Linked DNA regions of Sander lucioperca: region 2 is linked to region 1. A link is a contact called in public Hi-C data. All regions are on one chromosome and are shown on one strand. Each heading gives the region's core, a stretch centred on a gene start, on an enhancer-like site or on the middle of the called end of the contact. The rest is flanking DNA. Distances are from core to core; before and after follow the strand shown.

Region 1 (4,506 bases), core at 1,123-3,622:
TACTCAACTACGTCAGCATCCTGGTAACAGCAAAGCCCGTCTACGGAAAGCCGTTCCACTCCCTATTCAGCCCCATTGTACCGAATTTGGTTGCAGTTCCACCAGAGTTCCACTGGGGGTGATCGCGGTCCAGTGCAAAATGAATGGGACTCTATGGAGCTAGACGGCTAAATTTGTCTCTTTCGTCTGATTGTTGTTGAGAAATCTCAGATTTGATTGTAGTTTTGCAAGTTCAACATGGATTATAGGTCGAAAGTTGAATGAACGAGTACTTATGTCCTTTCGATTTCTTACAGATTGTGTCGTTGTTGCCCATAACACGCTAGCATTCTGCTAATGAATGCTGATTGGTCAGTGAAGGACTGATTACGGTCGGAGATCCCGCTTGACGGCATCCGAAGCAGAACCAGAATGTCAGAGTGAATATTTCGGCGTGGTCTTTAAAACATTAGCAAACCTCTTTCTAGCACATGTATTGACAGGGAGAGCCTAACCTGTTAGCTGTGTTGTTGATGCCTCAAGAGAAAAAAGGAAGCGACTCAGAGCTTGCCGTAAAGCAGTATCTCTGGCCGTATATGTGTATGACGTCATTGACATTTTAAAAGGCTTTTTAGAACAAAAAAGCCACTTTAAAAAAATCGAACACCCAGTAGTGTGTATTTTCTTAGCTTCCCCTTTCGAATGCAACATTCAAATTACTAGACAAAAAATTATATCCTGAGAAAAGTGGATTTTGAGGGGTATAGCTCCATAGAGTCCCATTCATTCTGCACTGGCCTGTGAGCGCCCCCTATATGGAACTCTGGTGGAACTGCAACCAGTTCAGAAGCCGGAAGTAACGAGAGAGTGGAACTTCTTCCCTTATTAGAAATTCTTTGGTAACAGTTTGTTTTGGTTTTGTCTGAAACAACTGGTTACTCCCATAGGCTGTAGAAAACCGTTACTCTTCGAAAATACACAATCGTATTTATCATGATTCTTTTCTCGCGGCTACGGATATATTATCACTACATTACAGCCCCTACAACATTACACATATGACTATAAATACTGTTAAACAGTGACAATATAACTCGGACAAGCTAACACTGAGCCACATGAAAAGCTAAAACAACTTGTTACCCTGGGCTTAGGCAGTGTTTCATTGTGTCCACGAGGGGCGCACTTATTGAACCCAGAGAGAAATGCTCCTTAAATAATTTAAATAACGTTATGCTGTGTTGGAGTTTGATTAGAACCATAGACTGTACATATTAACAGTCTATGATTAGAACATAGCTTTGGATAGAATAATTCGATAGACACACAAGCTCAAATAACACTGTATTGCTAGCACGTTTTGCAAACACAGAGGTATGTTTTACTATTCAATATAGCTAGTCTACACAAAATGAAGCTTTACTGTAAATCATTACGTCCATGCCTTCAGAACTTGTATTCGACTTTTCCTGGCTCAGTGGCTCGCTCGGCTCGTACTGTATGTTTACAGTTTTATCTGAGTTAGATCGTCACTATTTAAAAAACTTTTTCTTACCATAGGCTGTGTAGTGTCGTAGGGGGCTGTAATGTAGGCTACAGTGGTCAATATAGCCGTAGCCGCGAGGAAAGAAACGTGAAATACGTTCGGGTATTTTCTAAACTAAACCCAGGTAACCAGTTGTTTCAGATCAACTCAAGACAACATGTTACCTGGGTGCTGACGTAGTTAATTAATACATGACTGGAAAGCAGAAAATCCATGAGCTTCGTAGCTCACAGCGTAGAGCTGCTGTTAACAGGAGTTTTTGCCCTTGTGAGATCGAAACTACCTCGACACAATCTTGCAATCGTTACATTTTCTTAAATTTCTTTTTTGTATGTGGCTGTGATGTAGTGCTCACTTATACCATCATATTCGCCGCAGTAGATCTGGGAAGAGATTTCAAAATCGCCAGTAATGTGTTTGTGATTGTGTGACGAATCTGGCGAGAGAGGCAGCAACAACTGCTGCTGTTAGGTAAACACAATATACGGAAACCAGTTTGTGTGGAAACCAGTAGGGACATAACAAGACAACATGCAAGTGCCAGAAAACTCACCTTTCATCCGCCAGAAGAATAGTGTCAAATAGATCTTCATTTTCAGAGCCGCCAGCCATCTCCACTTAACTTACAATCTTATTCTGTAAAAACAGTTTTCACAGTGTTTACAGCCCTATGCGCCAGATGCTTTAATCAACAGAGATGTAGACTAAAATGCTGGCTGCTAACCGCTACAAACTGCTTACTGTATGGTTATGGGTTTCTACCAATTTCCAGCAGGCAGCCGGCACTGCTTCCTCCGCCATCAGAGCGGAGTGCTGCTCCCTGGCTGTCTGGAGGGGAACAGTCGCAGAGTCTGCACACATTCATAGCGGCTGCATCCCGGTGTACCCAAAGCTTCCAGGCTGTGCTACTCAAACAATGTTCTATATCTAATGGTGCTACTGCTTAGTGTCAAGTTGCTCACGTGCCCAAGTCCACAGAATATTCCAGCAGTTGGAAAATTGTTCGACGGCCGAGCAGCCGGCCGCCCGTGCTATTGTTTCTTCTTATTTGTAGTTTTGATTGTGATTGGCTTTAAAATGAATGGAAATTGGAAATAAATGATTCAGCGCACACAATAAATGTTTGGAAGCAGGGCTTAGTAAAAAGGGAAGCATTATTAAAAAAGTTTAAATCAGTCTGGAACAACCTGTATTATGCTGAGGGTTGTTACAGTATAAGCCTCATCATGCAGATTCTGAAGATCCATATCCGTGGGTCAAAGGTTAACCTGAACATTGATGTATTCTGGACTCATATCTTCACAATTGTGTCATAAATAAACCACGTTGGTCAGGAATGTTTTTAACCTTAGACATCCACTTTGACTGATATAAACCGCTGTCTGTAACAAGTTAAATACGGCTTTTTAAATGTGCCCCAATGGATAAACAGGTAACCAATACTAAAATGTATTCAAAGATATTGTAAATAACTGGGTATTATTGAATAAATAAATGAAAGTACTGTTATCTGTGTTTAGGCTTTTTATTTTCTCTATTTGAATGAAGTGGGCTCATTAATTTAATTACTGCATATATATCATTTTAAATATATATATAATTTTAAATTCTGATGCATTTGTGGCATAGTTGTACAAATAAGTAGGTCTGCAAGTAAGATTATTTTCATTATCAATAAATCTGACGACTATTTTCTCAATTAATCGATTACGCATTTGGTCTTTAAAACATCAAAGTGGTAAAAAAATGCCCAAGACAGTTTCCTAAAGCCCAAGGTGTTATCTTCAGGTTGTTTGTTTTGACCAACCAATAGTCCAAAACCTACAAATATTTTAAGTTCACTATCACATAAGGCAAAGAGGAGCAGCAAATCCTCACATTTGATAAGCTGGAACAAGGAAATCTCTAGGCCGGCTACACACTGGATGCGTGGTGTGAGCGTGTCAGCTGCGTGGTGTGTCCGTTTTTATTTTGGCTGCCATGTTAACAGGTTAAACACGCACGTCTCGAAAACGCATGCATGCTAGAAATAGGACCGACGCCTATTTTTCACCCGACACGCAAGCGTGTTGGAAGCGTTTCCATTCAAAATAGAATAGGAAAAGATGTTTATATGTCATTTTGACACGAATACATTTCATAAATGACATTTTGATGTTTGAAAGTCTCTAGGTTTTGACATAAATGCAGATATAAATGTAATTAAAAAAATATATATAATTATTGATTTTCAAATATTGCACGAAATATTCTGTAGCCTATTTTGCCGTCAATACTGCCGACGTTGTCTTTGCTGTAATCAAATCAGTATATATTTATGTTTAACATGAAGTATACTACTGCTTGAGTGCAGTTTATCAATGGGAAACATACATGTGTACAGACAAGGCTAGCAGCAGCAGCACTGCGTCAGACACGTTTCTGGTGTGCAAAGACATACAAAGTACAAACGCCACGCTCACGCCACGCATCCAGTGTGTAGCCGGCGTTAGGGCATTTTTTTGCTTTAAAAATAACTGAAACAATTCATCTTTTATCTTATCCTCATTTTTTTGTTCATTTCAGCTCTACAAAGTAGTCCCAGCAGCACAAGACTCGGCCATTTCTTGTAGGTCTGACAACAGTAGCTCTGTGAAAAGTTTCTCCAAATCAGCACAACTACCCTGATCCTGCATGGCAAAATACTACAGCTTTAAAGTACTTTATAGCGGAGATCTTCAACTGGGGGTCTGGGACCCCTAGGGGGTCTTCAGAGTTGCTGCAGGGGGGCCACCAAATGATTGTTAGATAGTTAAAAAAAAAAAAAAAAAAAAAAAATATATATATATATATATATATATATATATGTCTGAAAATATACATTATCATGAATCCAACATATTATTTTTTTAAAGATAAATCTTTTTTAATTTACACAACATTGATGATATGCTTATACCCTATGATAGCCATAACAAAACCATAAGGATCCACTGTTCCAC
Region 2 (4,562 bases), core at 1,952-4,451, 190 kb after region 1:
CCACACACACACACGCCGGCTCGATGCACACACCAGCGCACAAGTATAAACATCAGGCCACTTACGTAGGCTACGGCAAAAGCTCGGCGTGGAGCCTCCGCAGAACAATAAAACGGCCTTTACACCACTGCTTCAGTTCCCCTCTCTGTGCTGGGACCTCTGCGGTGCTATTTTTACTAACAACACTGCCATCTGTTGGAGAAAAGTAGTTACTACCAAACTAGAAACGTACCCATTCTGGTCAAGGATTATTTTTAATGGATTACACAGACAGGATCAATTTACAAATCTAAAACCCCCCAAAAAGATTTTGAAATCTGAGCCTTGGGTAGCATTTTGGTGAAATGTGATGTTTGTTTTCCATTACAGTTTAACTTGTATGTAAATAAAAGGCCGTGGAGCGGAAGCACAGGCCAGAACGTGATAAGAGCGGAAAGAAGTCTGTTATTTGAGTGTGGAGTGACCTGCTCTCACAGCTCCACTTGGATTCAAACATCTGTAGACTTTACCCTGTCCACAAATAAAACATGTGCTATTTGACATTGAGTACATTTGGTAGCACTTTATGTAACATAATTATGCAACGTGACCATCAATATAGGACACATGCAGTCTATAGGCATGAGCCAAGGCTGGAACTGTTCCTTCTGCCAGTCTGCACTAACTTACAGCAACAAAAACAAGATTATTTGTACTACTACTATCTCTATTAATACTACTGCTACAGGAGTTATTGCTACTATTTACTAGGCATACTACATATTACTATTGCTGCAACTTGTAACTAATTAATGTTACTCTGACATTGATCTATGACCTGATAAAGCACATTGTATGACCCTGTGTTTGAGATACTACTACTACTACTACTACTACTATTACGGTACAGTGGGGGGCGGGGGGGTATTCAGACCCTTTACTCGGTAAAAGTAGCAAAACCACAATGTCAAAGCACATTGCATTTACATCCACTGCAAGTACAAGTACTGCATTGAAAATGTTACTGAAGTAAAATATGTAAATATCATAAGACAAAAAGTTCAATTCAACTCAAACAACTTAATTTATCACTAAGAGCAATTCAATTTTGCAGTCAACCAATCACATAAGAGCAGACAAGAATAAACATAATCTCAATCAATAATAGTATTCACTCAAGCAACATGTCAGTAGCTGCCGCCATCAGCAGCATTTAAGAGAAATAGAAGTAGCTGTTTTACTATTATTGTTGGTGGAGATGTAGTAAACTTTATTTATAAAAGCACCTTTTAAAACCATGGTTACAATGTGCTGTTCTGTGCAACATTAAGTAAAATACACAGTTAAAATGGAAGGTAAGAATATACCGTATTTCCTCAAATAAAAGCCGGGGCCTTGCAGTGCAGAAGGTACCAGGCTTGTATTTGAAGCAGGCTTTTATTAGAGGCAGGCCTTTATTCTTAATTTCATCTGTTTGAAAAGTATAACTATTTTAAATAAACTGTTTTAAATGAAAAACCATAGCGTTCCAGTGGACAGAGATCATTCATTTTTTAAGAAACATTTGCACAAATATCACCATTTACAACAACAGCCAGAAGGGCAACAAAACAATTTGGGTCAGAATGAATCAAACACCACCATTGTGTCAGTTTGAACCCTGTAAATGTACCGGGTATTTATTTCAAATACAGGTACTACAGTATTGCTGGTAGATTACAATAAGAGCATACAGTAGTTGCTGGTTTGCAGCACACCAGTATCTGATTAACGTTACAGACGGTAGCTAGCTAGCTTTGTTTCTAGCTCCAGGCTAACTTCTTTCCTCCCACCTCCAGCTAGCTAGCTGTGCTCTGCTCTTGTCGGCTAATCTTGTCAGCTCATCCTTCTGTTTCTTCCAGTATCGGATTCTCCTGGGGTCAATGTCGAAACGTCTCGCAGCTTTTTCACCCGAGTTTTCCTCCGCATACTTTAAAACTCTTTTCGTTTTGTTGTTGAAAAGTCCGTCAATAGCACCAGAGTCCGTCTTTCTCTGCTAGCACTAAATGAGACCCGTGTTACAGCCAATGTAGCTACTGCCATCTATTGGCACCTGGACGTTACTGCAAACTACACTTGGCTGAGTAACACATACAGCCGCATTGACTAAAATACCGGTTGGACAATAATCCAGAAAAACAAAGTGTGGAAAAAAGCATAAATGTATTGTTGAATCTGTTAAATGAAATTGGTAGAAATGTACATTACAATGAACTTGAATTTTATTTACTTAATATTATATGAAAGGCATTTAGGAGATTATCCACACTATTTTTTTCCCCGGCCTTAATTTGAGACCGGCCTTTATTTGTCCGTGTTGACCACGCCCCCGGCCACTATCAGAGGCCCGGCTTTTAATTGACTACCGGTTTTTATTTGAGGAAATACGGTAAATATAAAAAAACAACTTAATGAACTAATAAAAACAACAAAGGAAAAAGCAAACAAGAGGTTCAACACTCAAACAATAGAGGTGGAGCTGATCTACAACAGTGCAACATATTTTAAAAGCTCATCCTGTTTTGGATGTAAAATATAATATTCCAAGTAGGCCTACCTCAGATTCATAGACTTACTGAAATACAGTCCTGAGTAAATGTACTTAGCTGAAGTCCACCACAGCACTGCTGCTTCTACTATTAACACCAACACTAGAAGAGAGAGAGAGAGTTAGAATAGGTATCATTCCCATGAGGCCCCTGGGGCAGCCTCAATACGAGTCGTGTTCTGCATTGAGAGTTTATGCCAAACTCCTGTGTAAAAGTATTTGCTTCCTCTTATTCACAAAAAAGCAACAACTATACACATAGTTATGACCTTGACTAAATCATTAGTATCTTCTGGAACATTCTGCATGCAAATTATTTCCCACGCAGCAAAACAAAGTTTCTGAATTTGAAATTCATGCATTCTCCCACAATACTTCCTCACCAAGATGACGTTAGTAAGAATCACAATGTAATTCTGTTGTTATATAAGTATGCCGAATTAAAAAAGGTTTCCTGCCACTTTAGAAAATGTCATGAGTCGTATTTTATGAAGTACGCATAGACATGACAGGGGCTCGCGTCAGGGCTCGTCTAGGGCCAATGGAGAGCAATGATTCAGTTTGATGTCATGCAGGGGTGTGTTGTGGTCTGCTTCTGGGAACTGGATTTGGGAAAGAAGGTTATCTGCTGCTGATAAGGGCCACTTTTAAAAGACTGGGTTTGGATGAGACTAACTTACTTCACACTGCCAACTGGAGGGAGCAGCAACAGAGTCCTTACAGAGGATTTGACAAAATATGCTTCTGCTCGTGGTCACCGTATCCATTGCCAATATGTTTTTTGCTGTTGGAGTTGTTTGCATGCCCCTAACAGACCAGGGCCCCCACATCGCCCACAGCTGGGGCCAGATGGTCCGGCTCAGGCACCTGTATGCTGCCAGGCCGGGACTGCACCTACTGATCAGTGGGGATGGACAGATCCACGGCTCTGCACACCAAACTCCATACAGTAAGTCATGCATTTTAAAACGCAGTCTTAACACGCTGCAAACTGTCATGCTTGTTGGTAAATCATACTGATGACTGAGTAGGCTTGGTGGGGTTTTTCACTCTGATGAACATTTGAACTCACAGGCCTTCTGGAGATCCGTGCAGTGGATCCAGGCTGTGTTGTCATCAGAGGAGTAGCAACCGCACAGTTTCTCTGCATAGAAGCCGATGGAAGACTGTACTCATCGGTAAGGATTTCATATGACAAGGTCCTTTTATTTCTACACCTGTTGTTTATTAATCATATGAAAATTCAAGTTAAAAAAGTTATTATTCAGCCAAAATTATGAAAAGTCACATGTCAGGTTACTTAAACGGTAAGGTGAGGTGAAAGATAATTTTGTCTAATTACCACTGCAGAGTGATAATAATTTGGCTAGATAGTAATCAAATTGATAATATTAATAATATAATTATTATAGATAATATTATCTGATAGTATAGTGTACAATCCTAACACAAACACTGTTTCTAGAATTTTTGTGTTGTGATGTATGTTCAGATGTAGAATTTTACAACTGCAAACAAATTAGAATACTTGAGTATGAGCATTATTGAGATTTTACACACATAATTTAAGTTAAAAAAAGATGATCTGTAACACCAGAATGGCCAACATGAAATTAATGAATTAGTTACACAAATAAATATAGTAAAATATAGATTTATTATGAAAAGAATTGAATTACTTGATATTTGATAACAGTATTAATGGCTTATCATTAATGTGACTTTGTCATTCCTATTGTCATAGTTTTATTGGAGTTCAGTTTCATTTCATAGTGTCATTATTTACTGTCATTGAATCTCACATTTTTACTTATTGCTTGCTATTAACTATTGTTACAAACAGTAAAAGTAAAACAATAGTAATCTTTCAGAAATATTTTTACAGGCATTAATGACCTGAGGTAACCTGCTGCTTTGTATTATTTTGCTAATCAGCTTCCCTGTTCAGAAAACACTGCAGGCCAGTCATTCATTCAGACAGACAGACGACCAGTTC

Evidence for each region. A called contact is a pair of places that touch in the nucleus more often than the background predicts.
Region 2: a contact with region 1 is called in a Hi-C map of liver, with 7 times the contacts expected there. The contact joins the promoter of fgf19 here to the promoter of lto1 in region 1. A contact is called at or near these places in 2 of 2 Hi-C or Micro-C datasets (liver and muscle).

What each region holds. Positions count from the first base shown.
Region 1 is chr3:4,096,644-4,101,149 of SLUC_FBN_1.2, forward strand. lto1 (protein LTO1 homolog) reads right to left here and starts at 2,373. Exons shown (of 5, transcript XM_031287079.2): 1 at 2,079-2,373. The coding sequence starts at 2,137.
Region 2 is chr3:4,290,387-4,294,948 of SLUC_FBN_1.2, forward strand. It overlaps fgf19 (fibroblast growth factor 19), which reads left to right and starts at 3,202. Exons shown (of 3, transcript XM_031287049.2): 1 at 3,202-3,515; 2 at 3,641-3,744. The coding sequence starts at 3,305.